Regions from separate parts of the Dromaius novaehollandiae genome. Here regions 2 and 3 are each linked to region 1. A link is a contact called in public Hi-C data. All regions are on one chromosome and are shown on one strand. Each heading gives the region's core, a stretch centred on a gene start, on an enhancer-like site or on the middle of the called end of the contact. The rest is flanking DNA. Distances are from core to core; before and after follow the strand shown.

Region 1 (3,665 bases), core at 488-2,987:
CACAACAAGGCTATCAAGATGGTAGAGGCAATACGACCACCTTTCACTCTATCCACTACCAGGTTCCTACCTCTGCAAAGTGGTGGGGCGTGTTTTACAGGTCTGCTGACGTTACCAAGCTCGAGGAGTCTGGTCCCACCGAAACGAGTGGCAGGGTTCCCCAGGAATCACTTTCAGTTTGCAGGCAAAAGCTATTTGGTCCATTCGAGTGAGATCTTTATAGAGCCGCCAGCTGCAGGCTTGATGGTAGCTTTTTCTCACTACACTCTCAGTGAGTCAGCTCTTTGCGCTTTCTCCCAGTGGCACAGTTATCATGCCCAGCATCATGCCTTTCTCCACAGAGCCATGCGACCGCGTAGCAGGGATTGCAATTCGCTCTTTTGCATGTGTTCCCTAGGCAAGGATTTGTTCCCTCTGGTCTGCACCTGAAGATTGGATCATGGCCGTGTGGCACAAGGAAGTCGGCTTAGGTCATATGATAAGATCAAATGCTGCTTGGCTGATTGACAAGTCTTGTTTCCCATGAAAAGGAAACAATGACTGGACTATGTAGGTTGTAGCCTTTTGTATTTGCCCTTGTTCTTTGCCGGGCATGGAGTAGATAGCAAAAGAGAGGATATGGGAGCAGATCACTGCTCATTTTTAGTACAAAGCTCAGCCCGTTGAAAATGACGTCTTTTGTCTTTCAAACAATGTCAGCAGCTGATACATGTGGACTAATGCAATAAGGCAGCCATATGCAGTGGGTGCTCATTTCACTTAGCACACTGAAGTGACTGTTTGTGAATAAGCACGTGTAACCAAAGCCTTGTGTCTGTCTGCATTAATGAAGAATTCTCCTCAGCACGTTTCACTGCCATTTTCCTGAAGCTTTTGAGCTGCCATTCTGCAGCAAGGAGATGCATATAAACTTTAGGATTCGCTCGCAACTTTCCCACATAGTGTAGCATATGTTACAGATTTTAGAATAACATCATACAGTCCGGTGGAATTCAGCAGCACTGCAGAACTGTCAAATCTGGGGACTGGCATGGGAGACCGACACTGCTTCTTCTACACTGCAAGCTTAAAGGCTTGATAAGTTTTACACTGCAATTCGCTATTTCGAAGCAAACGGAATTATCTGCCTTTTAAGTAAACTTTAGTAAATACAGCACACCGAGAGCCCTAATTTTAAGAAGTTTGGGTCAGCAATCAGGTGTAACAGTAACAGGATAACAAGGGAGAGATGACTCTTGCCTAACTCCAGGTGCCTCTGAGGCACAGAGCTACGTTCCAGCTTGGTGGCTGGGCACCCACGGTAGTCAACAGAGTCAATGAAATACAGGGAGCAATTAATCTTGCCCTGAAGTTGGTGCCTAGATTTGGCCAGATGGATTATTAATCTTGGTTGACTAGATCTCCACTAATAGGATGGGAACCTAGGCACCAAGTTTGGATGCAGACAGCTACCACTGACGTAGACATCTACTGTCAGACAAGAGGAACAGGGTCCAGATATCTAATCCCTTCTTAAGGTCACCACGTGCAACTGCTGCAACAACAATAAAGCTATCGCGGTATGGTGCCAAAGCAAAAGCTTTTCAGAAAAAACAGGTTTCTCCACTACTTGCTGACAGCAATATAAATTAGAGAGCCTGAGAATAACAGCAAAACTCCCAGAGGGTTTAAACAGAAGGGAAACTAAAGGACTTGCCTGAACATCAGGATTCAATTATTTATAACCCACTGAGAAAGCATCTCTCTCAGGCAGCACTTGCGGCATGCCTTGATGTCAGAGCTGGCGCAGGGTGACTGACAAATCATTAGCCTGTCCCCAAAGCAAAGCCTAGCCTGAATTATCGTATCACCCCGTGAGGCCCGTTTTGGGCTGTGGCATATTCCCCAGCTCTTGGTGCCCCCACCGGCTGCGGACGAGCTCGCTTGCCTTTGCCGAAGGCGGTGGTCGGGAGCAGGACACGGTGCGGGAAGGTGGCCCCGGTGCCCAGCAGTGGGGCTGCGGGTGGGATGGAGCAGACCTGCCCGCTCACCGCGCACAAGCCGGGGAGGGCAGCCAGGCCTCAGGCACCTCCCACGCTCTGTGGGGAAACCACGAGCAGCCACGCTAACCCACAGGAAAGAGTCATCATTAACAGTGAAAAGTAATTAGCCTTTTCTCTTCTCGGGGATGTAATTTTCTTGTTCCTTGCTAATTGCAGCTCATCCTTCTTTTGCTTGCATCTTTCTTTCATAGGGCTTGCAGGTATCCTTGTTGCCTCTTCCCAAGGATCCTCTTTCTTTTCCCAGTTCTTTCTGTCTTTGCTGATGGTGGGACCTGCCAGAGCCCTGGAGTAGAAATGCTGTCTGCTGGTCATGGGCTGAGGAAAAAGCTTTTCCACAGTAAAAGAACTGGAATTCTTTTCCTAAATATTTGCCACTTGCACCCTACTTCAAAGAAAAAAAAACCATGTTATTTATAGGTGAACCAAATCAACCAAAGACAACAAGTTATATATATATATGTATGTATTCTGAATCTGGAAATGTTCCTCCCCCATTCCCCTCCTGAATTTTTCACATCCTAACAATGAATAATTTAAACATTAAATAAGACCGTTTGTTATCAAGGAATTATTTTATAATCACTACTGGCCTGCATGGAATGCAAGTATTTATATATATGAATTGTTTACGTATAGGACCTACATTAAGAAGTACACCTAAAGCTATATTCAGTTCTGTCAGAATTTTGTTTTAAGAAACAAGTGGAATCCGACAGACGGCATTAGCATAGTTATGCCACTGTGCTAAACAATATCGAGAGACCTAATTAAGGAAAATCATCCCATATTGCTACCAGCACTGCATGATTGTAAACCTAAGCAATTCTTTGATTAACACATTCTCATAGGTTACTAATGTCAGATGAATAAATAATGCTACCCCATGCTCCTGAAGCCTCGCTTCTTAGCAAGAAGGCTCCCAGAGCGCAATGTTAGAGAGAACAGTGCAAAGATTTATATAAGTCAGGATGTAAATCTCAGAGGAAATAACAGATTTCTCCAAGCAAAGAAACAGGAAAGGAAAAAAAAGATTCATTCCTTCTTCCTGGTGGTGAAAACAGATAAAGAATCCTGGAAATTCCTGCCAAGTCCTCGCGCCTGTCGCGCCGCAGACAGTTCTGCCTTTCATAGGCTGCAGAGCAGCAACCATTCATTATTAGCAGACAATTAGCAATTGTTCTTCCTATTTTATTTTTCTTTTTAAACTATAAAAATTGCCTTGTGGGAGAACGTAACCGTTATGTTTGCTGAATCATGCTAGTAAGGACCAAGCAAGAACATGAAAAGCAGACCAGTAACACGTTTTGTTTGATTGGGCCTTCTCTCCCACTTCCCCATAATTAGACTCTATAATTTGATAATTAAAGGCAGCATGCTAAAGACAGTGAGTCTAGCCTGCCCTGGAGCTGCGAGCCATGGGAGCCCGCTCTCCTCAGGAGCCTGCGAGGGCCAGCGGGCAAGGAGGGGTATGGCACTGACAAAGCGACACATCAGAACTGACACGTTTCCAACAAAATCCCTCCATTTTGATGTTTTGGCACTTTCCCATGCAGGACACTTTTGGTTCATTTCTATTTGCAGTCACACTTATCCCTGTAGAGCAGATGAATGTTAAAAGCAAAA
Region 2 (3,665 bases), core at 319-2,818, 230 kb before region 1:
CACTACCTTTGCCTAAGTTGTATGGTCACATGGTGAATCAGACAGGGAGACTGGTCTACCTGAAAAATAATCCAGAAAGGAAAATCCATGAGATTTCTGCAGCCAGATCAAGTTCCTTACTTCCTTCCAGACACAAACACTTTTTTTTGGAGGGTCACAGGGGAAGAAGGCTGATTAAACTTCTAGAGATACACATCTGTAATCACATTTTTAGACACATTACTGTTTAGGAGACCAACTGAAAAATAAACATCCTTGTAACTGAGGAAGAAAACTGAGAATATTTACATAGTATTACCACTGAGTAATGTTTTTTTTTTTTTCAGAAAATGGTTCCCTATGTTCTGCTGCATGTAGAACAGGTTTATGCTAGCAGAATCACTGCACATTTAAGCATCTTCCAGTCCTGCAGTAGGCAGCGTGACTGGGGTCTGTTACAATTAAGCATAAAGACGGCAAACTGTCTACTAGACATCTGGCTGATTAACTGTGATAACCAATGCTGCTTCTGAAAAATGATCCAGCTAATAAATACAACTTCGTCTGCACATCTTACAGGCACATCTTACACTTTTTTAAAGCTTCCAAAATGCCTGCATGCACACACACAAAACAGTGGTAAGTTCTATTGTTGGCGACAGTCCTGCAAACTCATATTAGTGGTATCTCCCTGTACTGAAATAATATATTTTCAGAACAAAGCTACTCTTCATCGCAGTGTATAGTTTGACTAACAAAAATGCTTAGGACACTTCAATTTATCGAGTTCACAATTATGCTTTTACATTGCTGTACACAAAAGTCTGTAAGGTTTGGCAAAAGAGAAGTTGTATTAATTGCTGCTGTTCATTCAGAAAGTGGGAAGCTTACTTGCTTTGAGTCTTCCACCAGTTCGGTGGTCCGGACAGCTGTCAGACATGAGCACCAAGTACTTCCACTTTAAAAGGTTATATATTCAAAATCTCAGTTCAGCTAACACCTATTGAAATCACGTAACTTTTAAAATTTCAATAGGTGTTAGCTAAACTGAGATGTTTAAACTCGGCTGGGGTAACTGCTCATTTTTAATGTTACAAAACCGGTATTAAAAGTATTACACGCCCACACACGGACTCGCTCCTTACATACACTGGAGCCCGCACTCTGCCCCGCGCCTGCGAGCGGCACCCGCTTCACCACGGCGCCGTATCGCAGCGCCTGAACCTCACCGGCAGCCGCCGCGCCCCGGCAGCGCCGCCGTGCTGCCCGCCTCCCCGGGCCCCGAGCGGATCACACGTCCGAGCGGCTGCCCGGAAGAGGAGCTACTCCTAAGCTGCCCGCCCCAGTAGGAAAACCACTACGAGCAGCGGAAACCGTTTCACGGGCTTCGCTCCGCGCCTGCTTACGAAGAAGCCCCGGGGCGCGGTACTTGGCCGTGGCGCACGGCGCCACCGCCGCCCTCCCCGGCGGCCGCGCAGCCTGGCGGCCGATCGCGGGAGCCGAGCGGGAGACCTGGGGCGGGCGGCCCGCCGGGCCGGGCTCGCGCACTCGGCGGAGCGGTCGCCGCCATTTCCTCCCTGCACGCGGGCGGGCGGCGGGGTGAAGCGAGGTGAGGCGCTCGAGGTCAGGCCGGCACGGCGCCCCAGCGCGCTTGCGCGGCCGCCCCTCGGCGCCCGGCCGGGCGGCTCCGAGGCGGGCAGCGCGCACGCGCGGGAAGGCCGGTGGCGGGCGGGAAGCGGCTCCGCCGCCGCCGCCGCCGCCGCGCGCGGCGCATGCGCAGGTGCGGCCGCCGCGACGGAGGGGCCGGGGTGCTGCGGCTTGCAGTGCGCCTCGGCGCACGCGCGGTGGCGCGAGGCGCCGCGGCTGCCGCCGGTGGGCTCGGCGGCGCAGGCGCGGTGGCGAGGGACTCCCAGGCCCGGCAGCTGGTGCTGCCGCTGGAGGAGGCTCTGTGCTGGCGGCGGGTCGGCGCTGCGCGCAGGAAGCGGCTTCGCGGCGGAGGTCGGGCGGGAGGGGCTGCGCGGCGCCGGTAAGGAGCGCGCGGCGCGGCGGGACCGGCTCCCCGCGGGGGACGCGGTGAAGGGGAGCCATTGAAGTTTGACAGCGGCGGCGGGTCCCCCCGCCGCGAGGGCAGCGGCGGTGCGCGCCGAGGGCAACGGCCGCCCTTGGGCAGGGCGGCGGCGGCGGCGGCGGCGGCGGCCGCCGCGGGCCGGGGACGCTGGCGGGGCACCCGCTAGGCCCGGTGACCCACTTCGCTCCTGTCACAACTCCCGGGCACGTCTGGAGCCCGGCCCGCCTGGCCCGGCGCCCGCCGGGGCCGCCCCCGCCTCCCGGGCTGCGCGCGCGCGGGGCGGCCGCGGGGCTCCCCGCGCCGCCGCTCTGCCGCCGCGGCTCGCAGCGCCCTTCCCGCCGCCGCCGCCGCCGGGCCCGCGCAGGCGACGCGGCCGCGGGACGGCGGCGCGGGGCGGCCCGCGGGCCCGGGCGCGGCGCGGGGCGGCGGCGCGGCGGCGCTGCGGCAGGTGGAGGGCAGCGCGGGTGCGCCGCGGGCAGCGCCCGGGCGAGCGCGTCCCTCATTCCTCTGCGGGACCTTCGGTGCGGCGCCCGCGGCGTCTCCCGCGCCGCTCCACGGCCTCTTAAGCGCGGGATTTTGTGGAAATAGTCCCCGGTCCCGGTCGGACTTGGGTGCGTCCGCAAAACCCGCGTGCCGGACACCGTGCGTGTGCTAAACGCGGCCGGCGGGGCGCGGGGTCCCGGCGGGCTCCTCTGAGCTGTGTGCTGTTCGCAAGCCGGGCTTGCTCGTTGTTCAGTTTCGTTTTCAAATTCAGATTACTTTTGACCTGGGATATAAATTCAGGTTTTTTTTCCCATGAGGAGGAGTGTTTTTAAACTAATAAAACATTTGTCGTGAGACTTTTGTAACGGCTTTTTCACATAAATGTTAAAAGTTGACCTATTAAGCGGCGCTGATAAAGTCAGATACACTTCTAGCTGCGATATGAAGTGGCATGTGAAGACGGAGTGGTTGATCGTGGATCCTGATCCTCTGAACCGCGAGAGTAATTTTTTTAGGGCATAGTTTGACAAGCAGTGCTTTTGGTGGCAGTGTTGACCAACAGGCCCGTCTGTTCCTTGTGCCGTGTTTTCGCCTCTGTGCTGCCCCCCTCAGCCATGCCAGCACGGCTGTGGGTGGAACCGCGTCCCTAACTCAATTGGGGAAATGATCCAGGTTAAAATTAACTACATCTTTTTTTTTGATGTGGTTATATTTAACCTAGATCATTTCTCTGTGTGGCAGGTGTGCCAGAAGGCAAGAGAATTGTTTAAGCAAATACTTTAGTGAAAGAAATGCTGGAGAAATATGCCTCAACTCTAGTAGTCCTGGCAAAGTTCATTATGAGTAGTTGTGGTTGCTAATGAGGTTGCTTGCTTTGAAGAATAAATTGCTTTTGTCTCTGATTATCTGTGGGATTTGGACCTGTTATCTCAAACTAGATCGTATTTGATTGTTTTAGTAGAGGGTTGCTATTCGACAGGGTAAGTCACTTTGCAAAACTTTATTTAAATAAATTACTAGTTTTTATATGCCTCTTTTTAAGAAACTTTGTCATAAGATTACAAATGTATTGAGGAAAATGGGATTGCTTCCACATATATCAAATACTAAGTGTTTGGGTTAGGGTTTTGTGGTT
Region 3 (3,665 bases), core at 574-3,073, 170 kb after region 1:
GGACCCTTCCTTCTCTTACTCCTGGGATCAAAAGCCAAGGGTGGGCAGGCACATGCCTTTCCCTGGGAGCATCCTGTGGCGGTGGGTCACGAGGACACAGCACAGCTCCCGTGTCCGCAAACCTATCTAGAGAGGCTGTCAGCTTTGTTGGAACCTGCCAGGATAACAAATCTTTAATCGATACTCCCTTGTGGTTCAAAGGCAACTTCTAACAGCAGTTCCTCTGAAAGGCCCTTGTAATGGCATAGTCTCATTCTCAGCACAGGACCTCATAATGCGCTCGCTAGTCTTTTCTGGAGGGAAAGGGTGCAAGTGGATTTCAACAGAAAAGTCAAAACTTTCTGTCAATGTTTTCCATAGCGAACATGGCATTTCCAGGAGAAAATGTGAATACTGAAACATTTGAGCCAAAAAATAAAGTTTTTAATTTTTGGCAGTGCAGGACAGGTTTGGGCTGTTCAGTTTTTGACAGTAAAACAACATATATTCACACCACACTTTTTTTTCTCTTTTACAGAATGCTGACATTTTCAAACCCATTTCCCTTCAACATCCAGTTTCTCTTGAACGTTTGCAACAGCGCTCGTCACAGGATTTAGTTCCGAGGGCTGCTCGCTGCCGAGGGAACAGCCAGGGATCCCGGGAAGAGAGCTGTGGCAGCGCATTAGCTATGCAAGCTCTCGGGGGCACCGGACCCCCGGCGGCCCTGGCCTTTGGCAGCGAGTCTGAACGAGGGAAGCAGCGCTGCTCCCGGCCCGCTTCGCCAGGGGAAGGCTGAAAATGCTGCGTGGGAGGAAAAACAGCCAAGTCGAATGCACTGCTGAACAAATCTGGCCATCTTAGCAAGGCGACAGAAGAAGCGGAAAACACCATGCCCCAGCATCTTCCAGACGATCCCGCCAAGACTTTACCCACTAACCGCGTAGCCAGGAACTATGCCCTCTCTCTTGGGAGAGAGAGGGAAAACATTAACGTTTAACTAAATTCACCCATGTTTTCTTACAGTGTGGAAATGTTTTATATCACTTTTTTGGCTACAGGCACCTTTCCTCCTTCAGGCCAGTTCCCCTCCACTAACTGGAAGCCAGAGGAAGCCCCACTGCATACACAGAGCACCAGCGCATCGCACACACGTAACCAAAACTGCCAAAGACAGAAATGAGAAACTGAACTGAAAATGATTGAAATACGTTGATGAAATCCAGCCGCTCCCCCATTCACCCAGCCGATCAGTCTGGAAATGATGGCTAACGGGTTTCTGAGCTCCTCTAAGCAAACAATGTGGAACTGAGTCTTGGTTTGGTGCATGCCTGGAGTGTCAAACTAATAACACTTGTCTCACATGTAAGCAGCTGCAAAACCTGATATTTACACAAGGATTCACAGAGATGAGAAAAGACTGGTTTTGGTTTTTTTTTTTTTTTTCCTAAATGACAGGCTCTGGTTCAAATGGGAATTAATTTGGGAAAACCCTCTGGTCTGTGTCATACAGCATGCCAGGTTAAATGACGACAATAGACTCTTGTTTTTATAATTGAAGATTGTCTTTAAAGTGTTGACATCCTTCCCACATCAACATAGCAACATTTTTACCTACCAAAGCACTCTTCATTTTTCATGTCAAATAGATTGTGAGCAAAACAAAATTCTACCTTTGAAAGCAATCAACCAGCAAGTTGACAAATACACTTTGTGTAAATACAAATACACCCAAATACATTTGCTAGTTGTAGCCAGTTTTTTGTAGAGCTGTCACTGGTAGCACATACGTACTTGGCTTACCTTTGACAAGGTGGCTCAGATTTCAAAGCTTAAAGCCTGCTTTAAATAGGCATTGCCAAGACTCCCAGCATCAGCTGACACATGCTACTGCTGGCAACACAGTGGTTATTGTCTCAGCCATCCAGAAGTAAATTTGCAATGCTACTCTTTACAAGTAAATGTGGAAAGAAATTGTTGTTGTAACTGTGAAGGTCTGAGCAGATTGGAAAGGCAAGGGCAAGCTTTGTGGAGAGAATTGTTTTCTTTTCTTAGACTACTAGAGCTGGAAAACACAGTCAAGTTTTTAGATATCCAAGCCCTACCTCCAATCCCAACATGAGTTACTTCTAGGGTTTTTTTCAGCTGTATCAGCTGGTCTGATAGTCACATTCCTCTCCTTACAAATCTTGCATCAGTTCTTGGGAGAAACGATATAGAAGGTGAAGCTCCTCCTAGGAGAGTGCAGCAGTACTAATGCCAAAGTGGATATTGAAATGTGTGATTTATCAGTATGCTGCAGGATTTGGAATAGTTTGCAAATTCATCCAAAGCATATTTGCATACTTTCCTGAGTAATACAAAGGTTGGATCTGGCCACTCAGTTCAGGAGTGCTTCTTGCCCTTCATCTAATGTCAACAAAATACTAAAGCAACAAGAGAATAAATGTGGAGGTGATGAAAGAAGTCTCAATTGAACTTGGGATACCTAAGGTCTCACTGCGCCCCCTTGTATAAAATCACATTTTATTCTAAATCCCCCCCCCCAAAAAAAGTAGGGTTTTTCTGAGGCAAAAGTGTCCTTCAGACCTATCAGGCCAGTGGGATAGCATGGCATTTTCCACAAAAGTTTCCATCCTTGCAGAATTTGGGCTTTATACTGTAACACAAAGAACTGTAACACAAAATGAATAACTTTGGCCCAGGTAAATCCCAAGCAACTTCACTGAGTTTCTTGACTCTGTTTCAGTTTTGTGCTTGGTAAGAGCAGAACTGAGTGTGTTTTTTATTCTTATGTAGGAGTGTCTACTCCAGGTCTTATCCAATGGAAAATTATGGTTATCATACCCAGATTCAAAGCACTTCCAAACAAAACATTTGGATATGATGGAAAATATATGTATTTCTTTACCTCCTATTTCTGTAAAGGCTCCCAGCTGCTTTGCCTCTGCAGTGGCAGCACATCTGTGCTGCTGAGGAAACAAAAACAGAAAAAAGGATGAGGAAATGAAGAGTAATGGATTTTTGTCTGATGCTTCCATCTTGTGGCCAACTCAGAAAAGAAAAGCTTTGCTCCTTGTGACATGCATTCAGCAATTTTTAGAAGATGTTTAAAAGCTTTTTTTGTTATAGTAGAAATAATGCTACACATTAAGAAGTAAATGCCTGCCTATAATTTATCTACTCAGTTCAGTAAAGGTATTGACAAGTGTAAGAAAACCTTAGAACTTTTAGAGATCATAAATCTGGTGTCTCAGAACATTTTCTCCCATTATTGGTATGGGGACAATTGGGGGCTGGAACTTAAAAGAATTTTTCCATTTGAAATACATTGGAAAAAAAGGGGGAAAGGAATTAAGATTCAGGAAAAAAATGTTAAAGTTTTGTTTGTTTTGTTTTTTCTGATTTCCAAGTTTGGGTTTTTTTTAGCAGAAAGTCAACTATTTTATCAGAAAAGAAATCCATTTTCCAGTTTCACAGCTGGGTGAAAGCTTTCTGATGTGGAGGATTTCTGCAGTCCTTTCCAGAGGGGCTCTCCCTTTCTCTCTTCTTAGCAACCCAAGATCCACCAAGGAAGATACAAGCTAGATTTTAGGAAAAGCTTTATCAGCAGGTGTAGTCCCAGATTGGGGTAAATGTCTTGAGGAGCCCCTGGAGTCTCCATCATGCTGACAGGCTAAGGAAGC

Evidence for each region. Hi-C and Micro-C count contacts between places; a contact is called where the count stands out from the background.
Region 2: a Hi-C map of liver shows a contact between it and region 1, with 4 times the contacts expected there. The contact joins the promoter of CLOCK here to the enhancer-like site in region 1. A contact is called at or near these places in 3 of 4 Hi-C or Micro-C datasets (brain, liver and ovary).
Region 3: a Hi-C map of liver shows a contact between it and region 1, with 6 times the contacts expected there. The contact joins two enhancer-like sites. A contact is called at or near these places in 2 of 4 Hi-C or Micro-C datasets (brain and liver).

Annotation. Positions count from the first base shown.
Region 1 is chr4:58,072,139-58,075,803 of bDroNov1.hap1, forward strand. No RefSeq gene overlaps it. Among named protein-coding and RNA genes, the nearest start is that of KDR, 69 kb to the left of the region's middle. Within about 2 kb of position 1,738, at least 1 of the 2 cell types and tissues checked has open chromatin away from gene starts, as enhancers often do.
Region 2 is chr4:57,840,485-57,844,149 of bDroNov1.hap1, forward strand. It overlaps CLOCK (clock circadian regulator), which reads left to right and starts at 1,569. Exons shown (of 23, transcript XM_064511140.1): 1 at 1,569-1,588.
Region 3 is chr4:58,240,593-58,244,257 of bDroNov1.hap1, forward strand. No RefSeq gene overlaps it. Among named protein-coding and RNA genes, the nearest start is that of PDGFRA, 40 kb to the right of the region's middle. Within about 2 kb of position 1,824, at least 1 of the 2 cell types and tissues checked has open chromatin away from gene starts, as enhancers often do.